Regions from separate parts of the Rattus norvegicus genome. Here region 1 is linked to region 2. A link is a contact called in public Hi-C data. All regions are on one chromosome and are shown on one strand. The core of a region is the stretch at or near the end of the contact, and the rest is flanking DNA. Distances in the headings are between cores, read along the strand shown.

The links. A called contact is a pair of places that touch in the nucleus more often than the background predicts.
Region 1: a Hi-C map of Schwann cells shows a contact between it and region 2, with 3 times the contacts expected there. The contact joins the promoter of Sem1 here to the enhancer-like site in region 2.

The regions. Positions count from the first base shown.
Region 1 is chr4:35,656,354-35,662,874 of GRCr8, reverse strand. It overlaps Sem1 (SEM1 26S proteasome subunit), which reads left to right and starts at 4,413. Exons shown (of 3, transcript NM_001126090.1): 1 at 4,413-4,615. The coding sequence starts at 4,540. It also overlaps the pseudogene LOC120102776.
Region 2 is chr4:35,106,029-35,112,650 of GRCr8, reverse strand. It overlaps Dync1i1 (dynein cytoplasmic 1 intermediate chain 1), which reads right to left. Exons shown (of 17, transcript NM_019234.2): 15 at 1,649-1,789. Among named protein-coding and RNA genes, the nearest start is that of Rpl31l14, 160 kb to the left of the region's middle. Within about 2 kb of position 1,795, at least 7 of the 93 cell types and tissues checked have an H3K27ac peak or open chromatin away from gene starts, as enhancers often do. A contact at or near this core is called in Schwann cells, where this site is marked.

The sequences.
Region 1 (6,521 bases), core at 3,164-5,663, 550 kb before region 2:
GAAAGTGTCTCCCCATTACTGATCATCAAGAAAACGAAACACTGACTGGGAAATGGTACGTCACGTCTTTTAGAATGGCTATTAGCAGAAAGCACAGCCAGCAAATGCTGATGACGATGCGAAGAGACTGGAGATCTTGGTATGCTATGGCGTGAATGAGAAAGGAAATAGTACACATGATGGTGGCTGCTTCTCAGAAAAATTAAAGACAGACCTACATGTGACACTACTATCTTACTCCTGACTACATATGCAAAGGAATCAAGAGGAGGCGGGTGAGAGAGCTGGACTCCCCGTTGTCACTGCAGCATAATTCATAAGCCACGATATAGAAATATACTCAATAGTCATCAATGGTCGAATTTTAGAGTATGCCAGACGACAGAATTCGATTTTAAGAAAAAGGAAATGTTACTGTGTGTAATGCATGCTTCTTAAAAGGTTTAGGCGGGGGGGGGGGGGGGACGTTATTCTGAGTGACAGAGCCTCCAACCGATGTAAAAATACTGTCTGATTCAACCTAGAGGAAGTGTATTCTTCAGACCTTTGTATAATTGAGAAATTCAATTAAAAGGAGAAAATTAACTTAAAATTGGGAGAAATTTTCATTGGGGCTCATGGTTCTAAAGATTTTAGTCTATGGTTGCTTGGCTTCGGCATAGGTTGGAGGCAGAACAGCATGGTAGGGAGCATGCGTAGTAAAGCTGCTTACATACGTTCTCTTCAAGGATGCATCCTAACTCCTGCACTAGATCCTAAGTTTTCCTCACGTCACCACAGTGCTTTAGGTTGTTGAGAGCAAACCTTTAGTGTATAGGTCCCTAGAGACCTTGAAGATCTGAAACATGAAATGGTGTGTCCTTAAAAGGTGATTGTAGAAACAGGAAATGCACTCTGGGTGCCAGAGTCAGGGGTATTAGGGTGTTGATCACGGAAGCTGACTCTAAACCCTCCTTGGGAATTTATTTTATTTTATTATTATTTACTGTAAGAAGTCAGCATAAGGTCTAACCTTTTCAATTCTTTGCATTTAGCCAGAGGGTGGGTGGCACACACCTTTAATCTCAGTACTTGGGTAGCAGAGGCCGGCAGATCTAAGAATGCAAGGCCAGTTTGATCTATAGTATGAGTTCTAGGGCAACCATGGCTATGCAGAGAGACCCTGTCTCGAAAAAAAATCAAAAAGATATTTTAGAGGGGGTTTTGCATCTTAATTTTAAAAACATTAATTCTTTGAGAATTTTATTATGTAATGAGTAATTTCTAGAAATTTGCTGTATAACAGGACATCAAGAGTATTGGACATGATGGCTCATACCTTTAACCCCAGCACTTAGGAGGCAAGGCGGGTGGAGCTCTGTGAATTGCAGTACAGTCTGGTCTACATGATGAGTTATAAGCCAGGTAGGGCTACATAATAAGAACACTCTGAAAACAAACACTTTCCTCTCTTAAGAGAGCTGCCTGTACTTTCAAATGCTATTAGTGGTTCATCGATTTAAAAAAAAAAAGTTCAGCTATAAAACTAAGATGTCCCTGGTCACAAGGTGTGGAGAAATCAGTTCAGTACTGAGAGGAAGCTTCCTCCTTGCTGGCTACTTTCACGGGACTGGAAAGTGCTATCTAAGATATTGGGTGGAGGAAGTCAGTTAGCAGTCTTACCTAGTTGTAAATGCTGTGAACTTCAGTAATAAACGGTGTCATAAGATATGTACCCAGGGTTCAAGAGTGGTGCAAATGTTATGGAGTAACCAACTTATTTCTGATTGGATTGAAGCCTGCTCACAGGGGAAAACACATACTTGACATTGCTGATCTAGCTAAGAATCCTAAACTGGGACAGCAAATCCCTGGCCATAGAAACTGGTTCAAGTGTCAGAGGGGATGCTCATCCACAAATGGGGCATCTATGTCACACCTCCTCCCCACGGTTCAGACACTATTACGGAAAAGATGAGCAAATTGGAAGATCCAGAGGTCACAGAGGACTATAGCCAAACAGCGTCTTCTGAACGTGACGGGATTGCTGTACTTACTGAACTCATTAGAGCGGTGTTTGCCTGCACAAGACCCTCACGAAAACCAGTCCGTCAGCATCAGCTGGAGGTGGAAGCATTTCAGACTGAGAAAGTATGGGCAGCTGATAGCTCCCGGGGCAGGGAAACTCAGTTTTCTTTGAGGGTTTGGCTTCTTCATAATTAACAATGTATGGCTCTACATCCAGAAGAATTCAGACAGTGCAAACTGAAGGCGGTGAGTTGTTAAAATGCAAAAGAGGACACAAAGTTGGGAAGATGAGGTGAAAAAGACTTTTAAAAATGCATTGTATGAAATTCTCAAAGTATTAATATTTTTTTTAAATTTTAATTGTAAACGCCCAAATATAAAACATTTTTATAGGGGGTTGGGGATTTAACTCAGTGGTAGAGCACTTGCCTAGCAAGCGCAAGGCCCTGGGTTCGGTCCCCAGCTCTGAAAAAAAAAAAAAGAAAAGAAAAGAAAAAAAAACATTTTTATAAGGCAGATCTCGCGTCCTGTTGTTGCCCTAATAGGAATAAAATTTCCATACAGTTTAGGGTTGGCTTCAAAGATCCAGAGTCCACTTGAATAGAAGAGTCCATTTTTCTTAAGGCATTCAGGTTCTACTTCAGGGTGAGTTAATCTTTAAAGATCTAGAAAGAATGAACACTTGACCAGGGAACTGTGTCTGTGATGATTAGTTTGAATGGTCAATTGGGTGTGATATAGAATCACCTGGGGAGAATGTCACAATGAGAGGTAATTGCTATTGGGTTATTCTATGATCATATCTATGAGTCTCTGTCTTGATTACATTGAGATGGAAAGACCTGCCCACTGTGGGCTGGCCATTCCCTAGGCAAAGGATCCTGGACAATGCTGAACACAAATAGCAACCACATATTAGTTCTCTGCTCTTGACTGTGGATGTGAAAGTGGCTTCAAGTTTCTTCCTTGATGTTCCTGCAATGATGGGGTGCAATCTAGAATTGCAAGCCAAATGAAGCTTTTCTCTCTGAAGCTGCTTTTTTTTTTGGGGGGGGGGGCGGATATCTTATCATAGCAACGGAAATGAAATAGGAAAGAGTGTTTGTATAAAATAAAATATTTTCTACAAAAGATGTTTCACTTTCTACTTTATGATGTATCTTTTTATAAAACACACCTTATTCATATTTATATCTATAAATCACATATGACTGGTGCAAACATTTTTCCCATTTCTTTTTTAATTCTCTGTCACCGGGTAGTGAGCCACTGGGGATATATTTCTAGCCCTCTGTTTACTTTTAGTTTGGGGACACAGTTTCACTAAGTTGTCCAGGCTGATTTTAAACTCATATTGTACCCAAGGATTCCTTCTGCTCCAGTCTCCTGAGTAGTAGGGATTACGGACTTGCTTCAGTTTTCATATTATCTAATAACGTTATATTTGCATCTATAACTATGCATGTTATATGTATAATCTTGATTGTGGTGCTGCAAATAAACAAATTATACTAAAGAGAAATTAAGCTTTGCGCAGTGGCAGTATCGTAGCCTATGAGGTTTATCCGAGGCGCGATTATTGCTAATTGAAAACTTTTCCCTAAAGAGAAATTAAGTACCTCATCTAAGACTCCTTTAGATGCAATAGAGCATAGTTTGTAAGCTCCACAAATACATGTTACTATGTGGTTAATTTAGGAACTAGTGGGGTTGGGGATTTAGCTCAGTGGTAGAGCGCTTGCCTAGCAAGTACAGGCCCTGGGTTCAGTCCTCAGTTCTGGAAAAGAAAAAAGAAAAAGAAAAAGACAAAAAAAATTAGGCACTAGCTTTTCTTATATCTGTCATTGTCTTGTTTTTTCCATGTGCCACAATTAAAACAAAGAAAAAGAAACCAAAATTATATCTTTTGAACAACAATACAACGTTACATTATTTCTTTTTCATTTAATTTTTACATCAACCTGTCAACTAGTTAGAACACAGAGACCCTACCACACACAATTCTAAGGCCAAGGGGCACAGCACAATGGAAACGTTGGAACACAGTCAGGATTGTCTAGTATTGAGTGACTTCGCCTGCCTTTGGTCCTGAGTTTCCTGTGATGTGGAAATATTTAACTGTGTGCTCAAGGAATAGGTTTGAGTAGTGAAATAATGTATGTTGTGGGGCCTGGCTCTTAGCTGATGTTACTTTATCTTTTTAGATTTCCGTTCATGATTGTAAGCTAAGTATTGTTCTTTACTAATTTTACACATTGTAAATCTTTCACACGTAGACAAGTACATGAATAATAAAACGAACGAACACTATAAAACAAAACAGTTCGCTGGTTCAAGACAGGAGGACCGGCTACACCCGCAGGAAGCTCTGGGAGGACCTTCGGTGTCCCAGCATTCCTCGCGCTGCCCTGTAGCTCTTCCCCTCTAGTCTCTATGGTTGCGCCGGCGTTGGTAGTATCGGCGCCTCACTAGTACTGAGGCTTCCAACTTTGTGGTCGATCTCTGAGCGTTGTTGGGGCTTGGCGCTGCGCTATGTCCGAGAAGAAGCAGCCTGTCGACTTGGGTCTCCTGGAAGAGGACGACGAGTTCGAGGAGTTTCCCGCGGAAGGTAACCGCCAGGCCGCGCGCTGGGACCGGGGCCTACGGTGGGGCGGCGTCGGGCCTGCTCTCTGAGTCTGCGGGGATGAGCTGTGCCCAGCCGCGCGGATCCCGGCACGGCCTCCGGGTGTCCAGGCTTCGGGTTCGGAGTCCCGGTAGCCGTCGCTTCAAGGCGCGGCCCAGTGTTTTGTTCCTTGTCGCTGGGAGGAACCAGGTGAAGCTGGGCCCTCGTTGCCGCGAGGTTGGGCCTTTAAACTCCAGCCCTAGACTCTAAGCATCTACACAATCTCTTGCTTTCCTTGGGTTTCACAGCCTCCCCTTGGTATTAAACTTCAGAATCCCACTGTTGCCCCAGACAGACAGTGCTGTCTACTCTTAGGACAGCGCGAATGAGCCCTCTGAAGTATGATGGTAGAGTCCTGTGTGGTATACTTATTACAAATTTTGCCTCAATTTCTCTTCCTCTCCATTTACGGTCACTTGAATTAACCCAAGCTTTATAAAACTCTTAAACATCTGCATTCTAAACTAACTTCAATACTAGGGATGCTTTAATTGTCTCATTGTAGATAATATATATAGCTAATGTTGAAGAGTTTGCTCTATGATCTTGGGAATGTAAGTGCTTCACTTGTATCGCCACAATCCATTTCCACAAATATAAGAAGTAGATACTAATGTGTTTACCATTATTCACATAAGGAAACGGAAGTTTGGAACAGTTGAAAAACAGGCCCAGTGTCAACTGGAATTGATAAAACTGAGATGACTTAGTTTACACCAAAGTCCTTAAGTTTAACAGTTACCTTCTGTTTGCTAGCTGGGCCCCTTTGGCCATGTTTTAAATTGATTACTTTATTGACTAATTGTTTTCAGTAGAATTCCCAAATATTTACCCCCTTTTTAAAAAGCGAGTTATACTGTTGCCTTTCTGAAGGTGGTAGGAAGAGAATTGTGGGTAGTCGTGGGCACATATGGCATCAAGCAATTATCACTTGGCAAAAATTGTACTTAGTTACCCCACCTTGGTCTCAGGGTGCATAGAATCACATCCCAGGAACATTTAGTCTGTTGCGGATAATGCAATGTTTTAATATTAGTGAAAGAGAACATTAGTATATATATATATTATGCAACCTCAAAAACCAATTTAGAAGATATATTTCCTCCCAGTTAGGAGTCTATAATATATTATGGGATAGTTTACCTTTTGTTTAGGTAATGAATTTATCTGTCCAGTCTGATGTTTTCAGGCCCATTAATAATCTAAATAGAGCTTTGTGGTAAAATTGGCTAAGTGAGGGAAGGTTAGATTCTTAGTCTAACTACTTATTTCAGATGCTCTTTATTATTATATACAAGTTACACAGTTAAGACACTTGCTTTGCATTGAATAGAGTTCAACATCCAATCTTGAAGCAGTAGAGTTCACATAAATAAAACAAACCATGACTCTTGCCGTTAAGTGGCCAACTCAGAATCTAAGAGGCCTTCCTGACCAATGCACCCACCCAGATTCTAACCCTTACCTTTAGTGCAAGTATTTATTTAAAATAACTAGATGGCAAAAGAATTTAGAAGTAACTGTCAGCTTGACAGTGTACTAGATTTTTTTCAGCACTTTTTGTCAACTTTAGTGTAGTGTCTGTCCTTCAAAGCCTGTATTTTGAGTAGTAGTCTCTTTAGTGTTGACAGTTGTATTGTGTTTAAACATTCTATTGAAGTTAAGGAAAAATATTCTAAAGACAAAAGAATGCACAGGAGACAGTGTAAATGCAGTGTCATTTATTGATCTTCCAAATTTGTTGTCTCTGTGAGAATGTAGAGTCTAGTTTGTTGAGGAATCTTTACATTTAAATGAGAAGTAACATTTGAAATAATTTGTTATGCACATGTATGTTTCTTCTGGTTAACAG
Region 2 (6,622 bases), core at 546-3,045:
TATAGAGAGTGAAGGCAATGTCAAGATATCACTTTGAGGGAGGGAGGGGGAGAGAGAAAGAAAGAGAGAGAGAGAGAGAGAGAGAGAGAGAGAGAGAGAGAGAGAGAGAGAGAGAGAGAGAGAGGTTATTAAGGAGGTGAGGACCACTACATCCCTTCCTATGCACCAGAGCTGGGTGTCATGAAAACATCACCTCGGCTTGGCCGGCTTTCTCATATAGCACGCTCCCGAGTCAATCTGGAAAGCGTTTTTGTTTTTTTGGTTGCTTAGAGTGAGTTTCTTCTGGCAAATAGAAGCAGTATGATTTTAATCAACGGTGATGAAAGACTTTGGGAAACCATTACAACGTAAGGTAATAGCATCTCACTATTAAACGCAATGATGTTATAAACATTTCAGCATCCCAAACGATGGGCATCTCACTCCTGCCCTCTGAGGATTTTCAAAGATACCTTCATTATGTAACTTTCTTTCCCCCACAGTCCTTGGAGGTAAAAGAAAAAAAAATGGCTGTGATGGAAATACATTTGCCTGGTGATAGCTACAGAAATATGTGCCATTAAAAGCACCCAGGCACAACACCACCTGAAGGAAATTTCCCTGTCCCCTCCCACAAAAAAAAAAACAAAAAAAACCCTAGTCTCCTGTTCTCCTCTATGTCCTCCAGCCTTAGGATCCTTAATTAAAAAGGCTGAATGACTTCCTGTCCCAAGCTCTTCAAAAGACTGGCTTTGCTTGACAGGTACCTTGTATCATGCACTCTTTACCTGCATATCTGTACCCAAACCAAAAACCAAGAAGTGATGCAGAGGCCATTTTTAGGACACATAATATTCATGAAACATGTTCCCTGTCAACAACACCAATCCTAAGGCTCTGAATTAGACCCTCAGTACTTCCCAGGGATTGAAAGAAAAGAAGCAAAGCAAATAAAATACACTTTAAAAGTAATCATTTTGTTATCAACTTTTTTCTTTTAAAGAAATAGGCATCTTTCACTCGTGAATGACTTTAAATGTGACATGTTAAAAATCCCATTTTAAAAACTGAGTTTTGCATACATGTTTCAACTTAGACACTACTGCCTTTGAGTTCAATATCGCAGACAAGGAATATTTCCTTAGCAAAAATCAAATGGATGGCAGATCTAAACAGAAAGTCGTGTAGAGAATCATATTTTATGGAGTCAAAACAGAAATGGTACGAATAGCCAGCGTCGACAGGGTAACCTCATTTCAATAATCCAATCTAAAAAAGACGGCACCCAGAAAATCTTACTTTTCCAAGTCTGCCAATAAAGCTATTTCAACGCTATGTGTCCTTCCCCTCAGGGAAAAGTGTGAACACAATTTGTGCTCTTGGGGGCGTGGGTGGGGTGGGGAAGGTGTGTGTGAACCAGAGTCAGTAACTGTCTAAGATCTGCTACAGTTTAGGAATGAAGTGAAATGGAGTTTTGGCCAATACATCTGCTAGTTCCCTTCCAAGTAGTTAAGAATTGGGGGCTGGGGGTGGGGGCGATGGACGCTGCCCAGAGGCTGTTGGAGGGTCTGTCCACAAAAGGCAGGTCTTTTTTTCCCCAGGAAGAATCAGACTGCAGAGTGGCCCGGGTGCCCCCTCCCAGCCCTGGGCCCGGGAGCCTGCTGCTCACCTCGGTGTCACTGTTGAGGTTCCAGAGGTCCAAGCGCCCCATCCCGTCCACGCAGGCAAAGAGCGCGGGATGCACGGGGGACCACATGACATCGTACACATAGTCTGCATTGTCTTCAAAGGAGTAGAGCGGCTTGTTGTGCTGTAAAGCAGAGAGACCGTGAAGACTTAGTGGCGCTGCCGCCGCCTCGGGCTGTCTAGAGAGCCTAATTAAAAACTTTGCACATTCACCAAGTGTCATAAAACTTCCCGAGATGAAAGTCCTCGAGAAGGTGAACCGGAGCTTTAATGTGACTACAACTGTCCAGTGGCATAAATAAATCCCCGGGGGTGGGGGTGACTCTGAATGGGCCGGGGCCGGGACCCGCGGAGCGAGGCGGTTTCAGACACAGTTGTAAGCGACATTCCAGACAGGTGGACGCGACTGCCATTAGCTCGGAATTCTTGCCAGGCCAAGCTGTGCAGGTCGCTGGGAGCCTGAACCCAGGAGTGGGCTGAGGGGCTTGGACCCGCTGGGATGCTCCGAAGCCCGGGCGGTCCCTGGCAACCCTGACTCTGCACCGAAGGCAACGTCTGCCACCTCGTGGTCCTCCCTTGTCGCTGCAGCAACGGTGGCTTCTTCTAGTCAAACTGCAGGCCAAATTCATATTTTAACTCTTTCTTTGCGGCGAAGGAAACGGGACAAATACCTTTAAAGTCGGGTCTCAGCTCTTACAAGAAAGTGGAAATCTATCTAGTTAAGACCGTAGCCTCCATATTATGGGGTGGGGTTAGTTCGCCCGAACCAAGTGGAGCAATGTAGCTCATTCTAGAACCTCTGAACTTACACATAAAATATGACATCCTTTCTAAATCACCAAGGATTTCCAAGACCCCTAAAGTTGATGTTCTGAGGGGAAACACTGAACATTCTTCCACTGCATACAAATGCCTCCACTCCAGAGGGATATAATAAATTAAAATGGCACACTTGATTTCCAGCGAATATTGTCACATCAAAATAGCACAGAAGTCAGAGGCAAGTTTGAAAGTACACCAGAAATAAAACGTAATTGGACTTTATGAATTATTCATTCCATCTGGCTTGTCTTATTCTAATTTCTGCATAATGGCTTTACTAATCCCTGATCAATTAATGTAAAATGAAATTTAAATGATAATGAAAGCCCCAGAGATAAAAGAAATTAACTATTCTTATATCCTCTGACAGAAATCTAAACAATGGGAATTTTTGTCTTCTTCCTCTAGTCAGCTGTCTGAACTCTCTTCTCCGGCTCTGTGGAATGCCGACACAGGCCAGGGTGGTAAGATCAAGAAAAGATAACATACAATATAACAATCAAATCCTTTCTGCCTTGGATATTCAGAGAACACATCTGTAGGGAATCGGCTCCAAATATCAGCAAGAACTGCCAATGTGTGGGGCTTGTGAATGAGAGATGCCCAAAGTACATGCGCTGAAATGGGAATGAGGAAAATCACTGTAAACCCACAGGTCTTTAACTGAAACAGAGTGCAACGACTTATTATGGGAGTCACTATAATTGACTTATTCCCATTATTTGCATTTCCTGGACATTTAAAAGTCCCTGGTTTGATGCAAACGAAGTTTAGTTACATTAACACAACACAGATGGTAGATGGACCAATGGGTGTGAATGTGTATATGAGTGTGTGAGTGTGTGTGTGTGTGTGTGTGTGTGTGTGTGTGTGTGAGATAGATGTGTCATATTTTAACCTCAAAAGTATCTGTGAGAGTGTAATTTGAAAAGGAATACTTGTCATTGAAACACCAAAAAGGAACAAACTAGACATTTGTCTTATAGTGGTATGATATTATTATTCTATAATCTTATACAAATAATTTTTAAATATGTCTGTAATATGATTAGAAACCAGAATTTTTGTTTATTGGCTACTGCTTATGCCTTCTTCTCATTGTTTATGTTAGATAACTCAAATTTTTACTAGAAAACCCAAGTAGCAAATTATTATCTGATAGCATGATTGTGTATCATTTTCCTGGTTTATTAAAAAGAAAGTATGAAGTAGCAGATCCTTCTCTGACCATTGTGTATATTACAATCTTACTCTTTGTAAAAAAGTTATCACCGGAGACTCTAGATTTCATAGCTAACTAGCCAGTAATAGTTAGAGAACATAACACACTTCTTATAGAGCCAATAGCAGCTAAAGACATATGTATTTTAAAGAGTGGACTCTTAATATCCTCTCTCATCCGGTCAGTCAATAGTTCATCCAAGCACACAGAACTGTAGATATGGATACGCATGCAAACATACAATAAACACACAACACACCAACCATTACTGTTTTGATCAATTACAACCCCATCCAGCTTCAAACGGCCACTCTCCGAGGAGCTCTCTACACCAACACACACTAATCCCCTTAAAAATTATCCTGTTAATCTTTATGATACTCTTCTTTCGGTCATTTTGATGTTTTCTTTACTGACAAATTCAGCAAAAATTACACTATATCCTGGAGACACCACCTTTAAAACATCTGGAAATAACTCTCCTTCCTCATGTTCCTGCAGCTCAGGTTTTTTCCTGGTCACCATATTGATTGACATACTCTTCTTCTCTTGTCTTTCTGAAGCCTCCTCATCACCCTTCCCCTCCAAGGCTGAACCTTCTATTACAAAAGTCACCGTGAAAGCAATGCTTGGTGTTTGCTTGGGAAAAGGGAGGGGCTTTACATTTCAAAGGCTCTATTCAACCTTGAGAAATTGATAGGTTGGGAAACTTACTGAACTTATTACTGTATGCTCTGGGCTCCTACTTACCGACCACTATGTCCTGTGTCCCCCAGAGGCATAAAATACCGTTACAGGCAAATGCCCCTTGTACGACAGAACTATTTGAATAGCAATTACACTTTGTTCAATAAAGTTTTTTTTATCATTCTATATCATTTTGTCTTCACCAATCACATTATTAAAGATCTGCCTCAAATGCTTGACATTTTAAAAATGTATGATAATACTCATATCATGAAACATTAACATTTTCCCAAAAAAACTTGAAAGCCTTTGGTCTCAAGAACACAGCTTTGGAGTTTGTGCAACAGATGCTTCAGAGCTTACGAATTCATTATAGTAAGACATTAGTAGGACATGACTATTGATTTAAGAATACCACGTATTTTCAAAAGACAGTATGGGAACAAACGCTGTCAATGGTTTTGAGGAGGAATTTCACAATATCCTTTGTGTATATCAAAGCCACAGAGGCGTCATGATTTAAAACATTTACTCTAGGAAAATACCCGAGGTCGATCAGTTAACTAAATATTGCTCCAAAGCATATTGCTGTGGAAAGCGGTTTTTTTTTTTGCAAAGCAGTCAAATGTCACTGGACAACACCCCCTTCACCTGTATGTTTTCTTTTCAAATGCTATGCTTAGCATCAGCAATGTGTCAAAAAAGGAAAAGAAAAACGTCACCATTCACAACCTGTGCATGGGTGGCACGCCACTGAAATAAAAACCTCGACCCTTGGCTTCATCAGGCCTCCACGTCTGCCATTCTGATAATGTGCGTGAAGCTACGCAGCCCAGCTTGCTTTTCATTCACCGACTTCCAAACAAAGCAGAGTGGTCGGCCTGCACAGACTTCTGTGAACTGCAGGAAAGAAGGCTTGCTGTGGACCAGGCTCTGTACACACTTTGTCTAACTTAATCCGCATAAAATTTCTGTAAGGTAGATGGTGTTTACAGAAAATTATAGCTCAGAGAAGTTAGCAACCCATAAGGCCACAGAGATTGAAGAGAAGGGGAGGTAGCTTTTGGTCTCAGGGTTTCTAGCTGTTAGGCACATTCTGTGTTTGCAGCACTCTAGGGTCCTTCAACCTGGTCTTGAGTCTTTACAGAGAGAACAAGTCCATTAACCCTTATTCTTTACATGCCCATTCAATTCGACCAATGTTTGCTAAGCACACACTAAATGACTTGTACAAACAGTTAAAAAATTATTAATGATTTTTTTTCCTAAACCAGTTATTAATGACTTTGAGGGCATCACCCACACTTCTGAGGGGTCATTAGCATTTGGTGGGAGGAAAAACAATTCTCTAACACGCTAGGAACAGGATAGGGACTGTCCTTAGCCATAATAGCAGACGGCTGTTCCTTGGAAAGTAGAATAAAATGAGCGAGCAGGCAGAGACTTGGCTCCAGTTTTCTGACTGGGAGCCTCTCAGAAGAGCTCACGATGGCCACTGAAAAGCAGAGTAAGGAAGCTAGGAGCAGTCAGAAAGGACATGAAAGACAGGGAAGCTACAGCCCTTGGAAAATTTCACCTCAGACTTTTGAATGATCATTTTGTTATGTGTAAGACTGGAAGGAGGCTCTCTGATCACTGGGTTCTCTTTAGCCTTAAGGTGTTAGGGCAGCTCTGCTGTGTGCCATGGTTGTACTGCACAGCAAGGATGGGGTGAAGTTTAGCTTCCAGAAGCTTCCATCATTCTAAAGTGCTGTCCAATGAAACGTATTATCACTGAGCCCATCTTACTTAGCGTTTGGACCATAAGTCTCAAAAAAAATTTTTTAAACGCTTTCTAAACCTTCAAATTCAGTAAAATAATAACATACAATTGGGAAGTTTGAAACAATGGATGCTGTAATAGTTTCTCTCTCTGATCAACTGAAAAATAAGAAATACAGAATTTGGGTGAGTCGGTGAGATCTGTTTACAGAAGCAAAACTTAACAATATTCAACTTCAGTACCAATCAGGTTACTTGTGAAAACACACAGGCCTGTTCACCAACCTCTTAACTCAGAAATGATTTCTATGGGGTCGGCTTCCCTTTCCTGACATTACAGAGACGGCAGTAGCACTTTTCCTCTGGGTACTTTGTCTTCTTCATTTATGGGGGACCTCCAAGGGTCCCACCATAATGTAATGTCCCAAAAGTCGGAGAATAAAACTATTCATGTTACAGTATTTT